Regions from separate parts of the Oryctolagus cuniculus genome. Here region 1 is linked to region 2. A link is a contact called in public Micro-C data. All regions are on one chromosome and are shown on one strand. The core of a region is the stretch at or near the end of the contact, and the rest is flanking DNA. Distances in the headings are between cores, read along the strand shown.

Region 1 (5,621 bases), core at 1,162-3,661, 420 kb after region 2:
TGCCATGTGGGAAATGATTTGGAAGCTACACTCTCTCTGATCTTTACCAGATGTTTCACTGGTGGTGTTTCAGCCTCAAGAGACAAAAAGGATATTAATGTTAATTTTATTTATTTAATCACATCAGGCAGATTTGATAAAAGGGAAAATTCAATATTTTGGTAATTTACCAACTCTTCAGAAGCGTTCATAGTAGCAAAAATGTTTTGAAGATCGTTTTTTATTAAAAGCAGAGAGACTGTGTTATGTTGGGAAGGAAGAACACTCTATCTTACCTTTAAAAATGAGAACGATGTGACAGATTTGTCAGTTCCACTTTTAACTCAGGGAGTCAAATAGGTGGCGATGATACACAGATGGTTCAGCACAAGTGCCTTCCCAGCCTTTGACTATGGGGCACTGAGCAAGAGTGATCTCAGTACAGAAGGGCTGAAAGCCCTCTGCCACCACAGGATCATTCTAGTATCTTCTTATCTCTTGTCTCTGAGTTTTATTCCAACACTAAACTTGCTAATCAATGTTAGGACACTGATGATAATGAAGATGTACACACTGCCCCCTCCACCTTCACTGAAATGACAGGGAAGCTTCTCTTCAGCCAGAGCCCAAGCACAGAGCTTGGAAGCTCATCAGAGTCACCCGGGGAGTTGCGTCAGTCTGATCATATCACAGACTAGGGGTGCAACCCAAGTACCGGTACTTAATAAAGATTTCCAAGTGATTTCCAATGTCAGCCAAGATTAAGAACCACTACCTTAGACTCTAAGTGGGGAGTAGTGAAAACAACTTAATAGTCTTGAAAAAATCAATTTCTCTAGGCTTTGTTCTCATCTGAAAAGTGGTATGTGTGAAAGGGAGTTGCAATGTTGCAATAATTGATTCTCTTTTATTTTTGGATAAAAATGTACACATATAGTTATGAAATATTTCAAATAAGCACCAAAGTACACATAACAGACAACTATGACATCTATACTTAAACAAAAATTAGTATTTTGCCAAGTTTGTCTTAGTTCTCTTTCTATTCAGAAAAAAAAGAAAACAAAAATCCCCACATTCCATTTCTTCCCTCTCTAAAAATATCCACTATGCTAAGGTGACTGGTTATCCTGATCATGACTACATTGCCTCTCCACATAGTTATTTATCTGCAACAATTATACTACATTGCTCAATGTGTGTTTAAATGTACATAAGTGGTACTGTACCACACATATCATTTTTGCATATAATTTTTTCACTTAACCATTGTTTTTTGAGATTTACCCATAGTGATATGAGTGTATTTAATTTTAAATTTCTTTATATTGCTTCATTAGGAATAAACCATAGTTTATTGGTTTACCTTGTATATGGACAATTAATATATTTACACTTTAAAAAAGATGTAATAAACATCTTTTCTCATGTCTCCCCACCACCAGTTACAAGAGTTTCTCCAGGGGAGACACTCAGACGCAGATATCTCATCCACAAGTCTCCAAGTTCTTCCTGAAGGGTTCTCCAAAGTTGTGACACCAACTTACTGTCTCCAGCATGTTAAAGCAGTCCTCATTATCCACACCCTTGTCAATACCTGGTATGAACAGAATGTATTCATTTTTGCCAACATGAAGGCTGTGAAGTGTTAACTAACTGTGACACTTCTAGAAGTATCATCATGGTCACCACAACAATACCAAGTCTTATTAAAATAACGAAACAAAAGATGTTAAAAAAAAAAACACAGCTTGCAATAAATTTTACTTTTCTTCAAGAAATGTCTTACAAGGCTAAAGCTGGCTCATGAACCCATACACCAGGCCATAAAAGAGGACTGGGGACACGGGTCCCAACTCCATATTTATTTTCTTGTGTTCATTATCCAATGTTACTTAAAAAGCAAACTGCCCAATATTCCAGCCAAAGCAAATACTCTGGATTTTGCCAGGCAAAATGCCTGTGGAGAAATGAGTCAATTCATACAAAATTCAAAACTGTCTTTGGTTAGTGACATTTTCATGAAAATCTGTGGGTGGGTAAAAGTTTTGCAAAATTCCTTTTTGCTATTGGATAAAATTCATCCAGGAAAAATAAGCAAAATTTAAGTGGCAACCCACATTCCCCCTAATTCCCTTATTAACACTCCCTAACCTCCAAACACAACTGCTTTCAATTGTGCACGGAGGCAGTGTTGGCATCTCTGGTCCTTCCTGGTAAGACAACCCGGCTCTTCTGCTCACTTTGCCCTGATCAAGACAGGCCTTCTCATGAGAGGGACTACAGACAGAACGTGCCTGATCTCACTCGGAACACACCTTCCTGGAACACCATCCAGGCACTGCACACCCTTCCACTGACTGGCAGAAAGACCAAGGGTAAAAACATTCTTAGTGTGCACTCTGCTGGAACCATTACCATGGATACTGTTAGGGAAGCCCAGTGTCTTTCTATGGTTTTGGGTTACACTCTAGGTTGTCCTTCTGGGAACATGAAACAAGGGTTTGAAAAAGAGACAAACTCAGACTTCATGAGGTGCTCTGACTTGAGAGTCTGGAACCTTACCGTCTCTGAAAAACTTACTATAATTCTACATCATTACACCTAGAAATGCTCAACTGATCTGGTAATTCCAAGATGTACCAAGGCTGGGCCTGATCTAATGCCAGAAAGGCTGAAACACAATGATTTGCCACCTGGAAATTACCTTCGTTAATAGTTAGCTATGAGCGCACTGGGGTATTTTTTCAGTGGAATATTGTTGCATCCCAGGCTCTGATTCAGCTGAGCTCTGCCTCCTTGCTTGCTGAGGCACTTCAGTTCTCAAGGCCTGTGCCCCTGGCTGGGACTGTCTCTGGCAATCGAGACCAGGCCTGGAGAGAGAGCAGCTGGTCAGGATTTCAACAGAAGCAGTAAGAATGAGATCTTCAGAAGGGTGGAGTTGTTTGGGTGGGAAAAGGAACAGAATCCATTCTCTTCCTCCAGTAATTGAAACAGTATGCCCCCCTCCTACCCTGGTTCTGCCACCTAAAATCCTACATGATCTGAATCTCAGGGGTCTGGCTAAGGCTAAAGAGTCATAATCAGAGATTGTGAGAACATGTTTTCCTGTACAGAAAAGAGAAAGGGAGTTTGGCATGAGGTGAGGATGCCAGTGGTAGGCTCTTACTGTAAGCAAACTGTCACGGAGAACTCTTGTCATACGCCCACTTTTTTTACACATGACTTCCAGAAGCTCTTTGTGCTGCTGCTTGTAGTCATAGTCACCAAACATAATGGGATCACCATCTCCCTCTTGGGTCAATCAGCTAACTGAGCAAAAGCGATGACCAATTCTGTTATATGCAGAAAATTAATGGTTCAACACAGGTAAAACAAAAACGGATGGAGTTTTATTATTTCAACTGCTCCTGGCCTCTGTATGTGGCACAGACACAAAAACCTAAAGATCATTTCTTCAAAAGAAGAGTGTGGTCACTTTCCTTGGAAAAGATCTTGAACTCTGAACCAACTGCCATCACATTTTGTGGTGACAGGAGATGAAACACTCAGTTTTAATAGTTTTTTGCATCTAGGTCCCAATAGTATAAAGATTAATTGTTGAAAAGGGAAGAAAAGTATGTCTGGCTTTTTTTCCCAGGTACACATTCACTTTAAGCACAATATCTTCTATCCATAGACTATACCTAGAGACAACTGCTACACTTTCACAGCCAAATCCACCGCTGCCAGTTGACTACAACCCTACAAATCAAACAGATGACATGCAGCAACATAACATATTTCAGAAGGCATAATGCCCATGATAGTATGTTCTATATGGAACTGGATGTCCTCCTTCTAAAAATAGATAGTCCCAATGCTACAACTGCAGCATTAATCAACTCCTAAGAAACCCTGTTTTGTATCAATATATTTTCACTGGAAATAATTGCTTTGTAGTTCTACATTTGATAGCTATTAAATTAGCTATTTGAATCTTGCAAAGAGTCTACCCAGAAGTGTGTGGGAAGTGGGCAGCTTAGGGGAGAGAAATCACCTCCCATATCCATCCTGAATAATACCAATAAAAAAAAAAACTAGGCAGAGGCCTGCAAACATTCACCTCTCATCTTAATCTGTCACTCAAATATTTCTATTTTTAATATTCATCATGTACTTTAGAAAAAGCCAACTTTATAAAGTTATGTGTCTTTGCAAAGTCTGGGAACAGTGGGAAAATGGGGAAATCCTATTGCACAAAAATTAATTTTGCAACGCAAAAAAAAATTTTTTTGGATAATTCAAGCCTTTATGTTTATTTCAGTAAAGCCAAATCCAGTAAACTATTTTCAGCCAGGATTAGTCAGAACTGAAAGGTTGGACTGTTTTCCTTCAGAGACTGAATGTCTTTCCTGCCTGCCATAGACTGGTGTGTTCCAAACACAGTAAATGGAACTGCCTTCAATTGCTTGTCTCTTTCTGACATTTTTAATGCAGAACCCTAGTGACAGAGTAAGGTTTTGCTGCCTGCAATGTAATTATTCTTTTCACTCCTAGAACATGGCATTCTCACAACATACCAGCTTCAGGTTTTCCTTAAGAAAAATCACAACATGGGGCATAATGTAATGAGAAGAAATGCAATTTCATTCCACCAGAGATTCTTCAAACTGTTTCAAAAATATCTACTGGACAGTGAAAAGGTGCTTCGAATGCCTGCATTACAGCTGTCACCTGTCTGGTTTGCTTTTGTACAAATCAGATACTTTGGCCAATTTATAATCAAACATAAATGCAGTCCAGATTCTTTATCATCATGGCATACTATAAAGGAAAAAAAAAAAAAAAAGAACTCTGGCTGGGGGGCCCACAGTCCAAGTCAGTTCCTTTCCACACTGATTTAGTTATGTCACATAGGCAGGGTCTTCAAAAAGTTCATGGAAAATGTGTATTATGAAAAAAACTATGCATTCCAAAATTGCTTTGTACCAAAATATACTTATCTTTGAGTTCCACCTTCCCACAAACTTCTTGAAGAACCCTGTCTTTAGCAACATGCAGAATATGCAATATCCAGAGAGTACATAGAATTTTCAGATTTTCACTGTAAAAGAAATATTTCTGTCCATCTAAACTAATTTGAAACATATGCTCTTCTTTTTTCCAAGAGTTAAGTGAGCTGTCTGAGATTGTGCAAAGCCATCCTGGGGTCCCAGGGGTGATGTCCTGCTTATAAACCCTGAGGGTTTCTGTGAGGTGTGAAATTGTTGTGAAATCATTTAAGAATCATATTATTCAAAAATAGCACATTTTGCCAAGAAACAGAGAGCGTTCCAGGCCTGGTGCTGTGAAAGTGGGAGGCAGGGGAGAAAGAGACATCAGGCCCACTTCCTTCAACACCAAAAGCACATTCCCTTCTCAGCTCTTTTTCCTTAGACCTTTCCACGAAAGTGTCTCTCAAAACGAGGTGAGATCCTGTGAGGCGCAGCCCCCATAGCATGCCCAGGCTGTTTTCACACTGGAGGCACATCGTTATCCAGTCTCACCACTCTGGAAGGTATAGCGTGCAGGCATGCGGGTGTGTACAGCCACACTCTTACTAGCCAAGTTGCTAAGTGGTGACTTCCTTTCCAAATATCAGAACCACCCCCCCCCCACCC
Region 2 (5,559 bases), core at 951-3,450:
AGAATCCCTTTGCCTTAATTGAGAGAGAGGAGCGATGCAGGGGGCTTGCCTGCGAGGGAAGTCCGCGGCTCCAGCTGCATTTCAATGCAGTGCTTAGTTTATTCACCAGGGGTCATCAAAGGTCTGGATTTTCTTTGTCTACTTGTTGACTCTCCTGTGTGCCCTGCACAACCACGAACCACTGAACTCTGTAGCATCGTGCCTCAGGACATGGGGCTCACCATTCCTTCTCCCCACCCCTCCAGCCCACCCCCTCCACTTAGCTCTGAACTATTACTCTCTGTACATTCCTACTAACCCGTCACAGCAAGCAAGTCCATCAGATGCATCACAGAAATGTCTTTTCCAACTAAACCAACTTATTAAAAAGGGAAAAAAGGAAACATGGCATCTAATTAGGTTTTTAGTTCAATAATCATTTTTTAAATTTCAAAAGTCTAAGGCTTATAAAACTAATGTTTTCTACATTCATGAACCAAATTGCATGCTTGGAAAGTGAATAAGTCACCACCCTGTTGTCTGATTTCTCTTGGTAACTGGGCTCTTAGAAGGGTCTCTGGAGGTCAGTGGAAGAGTGGGTTAACATGATTCCATGAGGCTTTCTTGGCCCTGCTGAACCACTAAATAGTGAGAGTTTCGGCCCTGGCACAAGGGACAAGGTTCTCATAGGTCTTGGTGATCCTGATACTGGTTGGAACGCCACCTTTTGAGAAGCTCAAAGTCCTTAATCCCAGTTTTTCTGTGAAGTGCACTCAAATAACTTGCAGGCAGTTTGAGTCTTTCTTACAGGGACCCTGTAAATAAACCAAATTGCATCATTTGAAAGCTCACAAGTGAAATATGCTTTAACCACAATGAGGCAGAGGTTCAGCTAATGGACTCCCCAGGGCCGCATAGCTCCTGTTTAGGTATCAGCAGCGGCTCCCCACATCCTTCCTCTTTCCCCAAAGAAGACAGAAGAACAGCCTTCCTATTCAGAAAGAGGCATTTATTCTGCATCCCTGTTAGACTCTCTTTTAAAATCAAATATGAGAGCCCAAAAGTTATCTGGTCATAGAGCATAAGAGCTGACTTTGCAACGTCTCAGCAAGGGCCCAGTGGTTAAGTTGCTAGTTAGGGTGTTGGTGACCCACGTTGCGGTACCTGGGCGCAGTGCTCTCCTCCAGCTCGGACTGCAGCTTCCTGCTAATGCACACCTAGGAGGCAATAGCAACGGCTCTAGTAGTTGAGTTCCTGCCACCCACGTGGGTGACCTGGATTCAGTTTCCAGTTTTTGGATCTAGCCATTGCTGGCATTTGAGGAGTGAACCAACGGAAGGGGGCTCACGTGCACAAATGCTCTCATCTCTATGCTGTCTTGCTGTATCTCTCAAAGGAATCTAATATACCTTTTTTTTTTTTTTAAATCTCATTCAGTCCTTTTAGTTCACATGTTTGGAAACAGCCCCAGAGATGGAAAGTAGTGTTTCATGGCAGTTGCTGACAAGTCTATTCACTTTATTCTATTGTGCTGTGCCTCTTTCCAAATAAAATGCTGAGAAGTCATTCAACACAAAATACGTCTTTAAAGTATACCAGGGCACTCCAAAAAGTTCATGGGAAAAATGAATTAAAGCATAAGTGTCTTTGGATGTAAAACATTCTGAAATCCTTACAGTTTGCTCATAATGTAGATTTTCATGACCCTTCTGGAGACCTCTGAAATGCATGGATTTCTATTGTTTGTTTGTGTTTTTTTTTTTTTTTGCACAAAAGTAAACTCATCCTTTACTTATTAATTTATTAAAAGCTATCTAATTTGAAAAGCATACAGGCAGACACAGAGAGAAAGAGAGGCAGGCAGAGAAGACTTCCAGACCCTGGTTTCTTCCCCAAATGTCTGCAATGACTGGACCAGGGCCGGGCTGAGGCTGGAGTTGGGAACGCAATCCAGGATTGGTAGTAAGGACCCAAATACTTGAGACACCCACCTGCTGCTTCTTAATGTCTGCCTTAGCAGGGAGTTGGCATCAGTAGCTGGAGCTGGTGCTGAACCCAGTCTCTCTAAAATGAGACATGGAAGCCTTAACTGGCTAGGCAAAACATCCACTGAAAAACTTACCTTTTAATTCCATTTTTCTGTGACTGTTTTACAGTACTATGGAAAAAAGGCAAGCACGACCATGGAATGAAAAGAAAGTCAACTATGACAGATGGCACAGTTGATAAATTTAGCTCTGAGCACTCTGAGAGAACCCAGAGAACAGAGTAGCACTAAGGACTCCCGACTCCTTAGACGGTTGTTCATTTTCTTACTGCCTTGTCAGTGATGCTACAAGAATACTGTGGGACACGTGGGGATCATGGTAATATCAGCAGAAGACAAGGGTTTGCTCAGGCTTGTTTTCTAAGAGAGGGCCTATAAGAGCTGATACAAGATGGGCATGGCCCTCCAAGAAGCTGTGAAGCTTTGGAGATCTCCATTTCACACCAGGCTGAAACAATTAGTTGGCAAAATGTATCACAGTGCAAGACACAATGTTTAAGTTAAGAAACCTCTACCTATAACCTCTACAGCTAACATAACACGGATTTTACAGTCATGAAAAACAAAAGAGGCACAAGGCATGCTCAGTTGCCTTTTGTTTTCTCTTGGCATAAAATCTTCCTACAGGTTGAACTAGAAATCCTTATGAAGCCAGACGTCCCACCAGTCCTATTCTGTGGCAGGTGACATCAGGTAACAGAGCTTCTACTCCTGAAAAAGCACTACTTTTTCAAGCATCCTCAAACTAAATAGCAGGAACAGTAATTTCAAAGTGACATTGACACTTTCAATGGGAGCTGAATGGCCGAAGGGCAAGATAGTGATTAAAATAAGATTTAATCCCAGGACCAAAAGAAGACAGATATCTGTGAAGGAGATAAGAACCTAGAGCTGCCCATGGCTTCTTATACACCTATTTAAACGCTGCAACTTATAAAAGGCTTTGTGAAGCATAGGGGTGTGCCCGTACATGCTTTCAGGAAGAAAAAGAAACTACAGGCTCACTCCAGTATTTCTTTTGTTTCTCCATTTCTCATTCCTTGGATGATGGTGGATTTTCCCATCTTCAGATGGATGAGTGTTTATTCCACTCTCCCAATGTTTTGGAAATTATCAATTAATAGTTTGTTGGATCTAACAAGTCACAGATACTATGGGGAATGTGATCTATTTGTAAAATCATGTCATATCATTTTAATTTGAGGGACTTGGACACTTTGGAATGTATTTCAAAATTCAGCTCTCTGTACCAAGTTATATTTGATTTTCTTCAAATTTGCTATTTTTAAAGTTTTATTTATTTCTTTGAAAGGCAATGAACATGCAAGATAGAGAAAGAGACAGAGAGTGACAGAGAGAAAGAGATGGATCTTCCATCTGCTGGTTTATTCCCCAATTGTCCACAAGAACTGGAGCTGGCCAGGGCAAACCCAGGAGCTGTGAGCTCCATCTGAGACTCCATGTGGATTCCAGGAACCCAAGCATTTGGGCCAACATCTGCTACCTTCCAGCTGCATGAGCAGCAAATTGGATCAGAAGTGAAGGTGGTAGTTGAATCCCAGGCACTGGGATATGGGATTTGGGCATCCCAAGTAGTTGGCTAATCCCACTGCACCACAAAGCCCAATCCTGCTTGTTTGGTTTTGTTCTGGACGGTCTTTTCATGCCTTCTAATTGATAGAGATTAAATGCTTTTAGAGGCATTAAAAATGAGGAAAACCTGTAAGCTTCTGTTTTGTGAAAAGAGAAGTCCGCAGAGGACACAGATTGTAGTCAACTATGCAGAAGTGTAATCATGGTAAATGGTGACTCTGTGTCCCGTAACACACAGCATAATGAAATGGGCTTTTGCAAAGATGACTGGTGATATCTAGAATGTGATAATAAACAATCAGGGGTCTAGGGACTACTCGAAAAGAAGAATAACTGAAAGAACTGGGGGTGTTAAGCCTATGACTGAGAAGATGTTGACAACATACCTTTCTAAATAACCATGGGGTTTCGAAGAGGAAGTCACTCTGGAACTCTGAGAGTCTTCAAAAAGTTCATGTGAAATGTATATTAAGAAAAAAGTATGCAAAGATTTCAAGTTGTTTTGCACCAAGATAAACTTGTCTTTTCATTCAGTTTCCCACCAACTTTTTGAAATACCTGCAAGTAGCCCAATGTGTGACATTTTATTTTTATTTTTTTTAAAGATTTATTTATTTGAAAGAGTTACACACAGAGAGGAGAGTCACAGGGAGAGAGAGAGCGAGAGAGAGATCTTCCATCCAATGGCTCACTCCCCAAATGGCCCAGTGGCCGGAGCTGTGCCGATCCGAAGCCAGGAGCTTCTTCTCGGTCTCCCACGTGGGTGCAGGGGCCCAAGGACTTGGGGCATCTTCTACTGCTTTCCCAGTCCATAGCAGTGAGCTGGACAGGAAGTGGAGTAGCCGGGTCTTGAACCAGCACCCATATGGGATGCCGGTGCTTCAGGTCAGGGCGTTAACCCACTGTGCCACAGCAGTTGACTGACAGTCAACACAAAGGAGTCCTTCCCATCAATGGAATGGTCTGCCCAAGACTCTTAGCACTTCCTTGTCTAAATGTGCTAGCAGAAGCTATGAGCATCTCACAGAATGTTGTAGGGAAGATTCTTGAAATCGACAGATACTGCATTAGATAGTCCCAAAGGCCCTTCCCACTGAAACACTGTGGACTCGTGTAATAAAATTAGATGTGAATGACCTGCTCAGAGATAAATCAGGTATGAAACAACTACATATGGAGAGGCTTACTTTTTGCAATTCTATTTAATACTGAACTTGAGACTTTTCTTCTGCCCTAACACAAAGCCACTTTCTTATCCTCAAAATCCAAAGTGATGAGTAAAAAGACACTTCAAAAATAATTAAGAGGTTTCCAGCAAAATGTACAGGATATACGACAGAATTATACTATACACACACATATACATACACATCAAAAAATCCCAACCATATATATGTAGATGTATACATACATACACATATAGAGACACAGAGAATTTATAATATATATCAAATGATTTGATAGAATAATTTTGGCTGCACATAATCCTCAAAAAATTTTTAGAAATCTTAATTTCTATTTATAAATCATAAAACTTGGCAAATCTAATAATTCACACATACACAGTGCATCATGGAGTTCTTTTTATTTATTTATATTTTAAAAATTTATTTATTTATTTGAAAGGCAAAGTTACAGATAGGCTGAGGCAGAGAGAGAGAGAAAGAGAGAGAGAGAGGGAGGGAGGGATGGAGGGAGGTGTCTTTATCCATTGGTTCACTCTCCAAATGGCTGCCAACTGAAGCCAGGAGCCAGGAGCTTTCTCTGGATCTTCCACATGGGTGCAGGAGCCCAAGCACTTGGACCATCTTATACTGCTTTCCCATACTATAGAAGAGAGCTGGATTAGAAATGGAGCAGCTGGGACTCAAACCAGTGCCCATATGGGAAGCCAGCACTGTGGGTGGCAGCTTTACCTGCTACACCACAGCACCAGCCCC

Evidence for each region. A called contact is a pair of places that touch in the nucleus more often than the background predicts.
Region 1: a Micro-C map of ear pinna shows a contact between it and region 2, with 13 times the contacts expected there. The contact joins two enhancer-like sites. A contact is called at or near these places in 2 of 6 Hi-C or Micro-C datasets (ear pinna and an unstated tissue).

Annotation. Positions count from the first base shown.
Region 1 is chr1:166,446,415-166,452,035 of mOryCun1.1, forward strand. The region is part of intron 5 of GLIS3 (GLIS family zinc finger 3); the gene reads right to left. Among named protein-coding and RNA genes, the nearest start is that of GLIS3, 470 kb to the right of the region's middle. Within about 2 kb of position 2,412, at least 1 of the 8 cell types and tissues checked has an H3K27ac peak or open chromatin away from gene starts, as enhancers often do.
Region 2 is chr1:166,025,656-166,031,214 of mOryCun1.1, forward strand. No RefSeq gene overlaps it. Among named protein-coding and RNA genes, the nearest start is that of RFX3, 200 kb to the left of the region's middle. Within about 2 kb of position 2,201, at least 1 of the 8 cell types and tissues checked has an H3K27ac peak or open chromatin away from gene starts, as enhancers often do.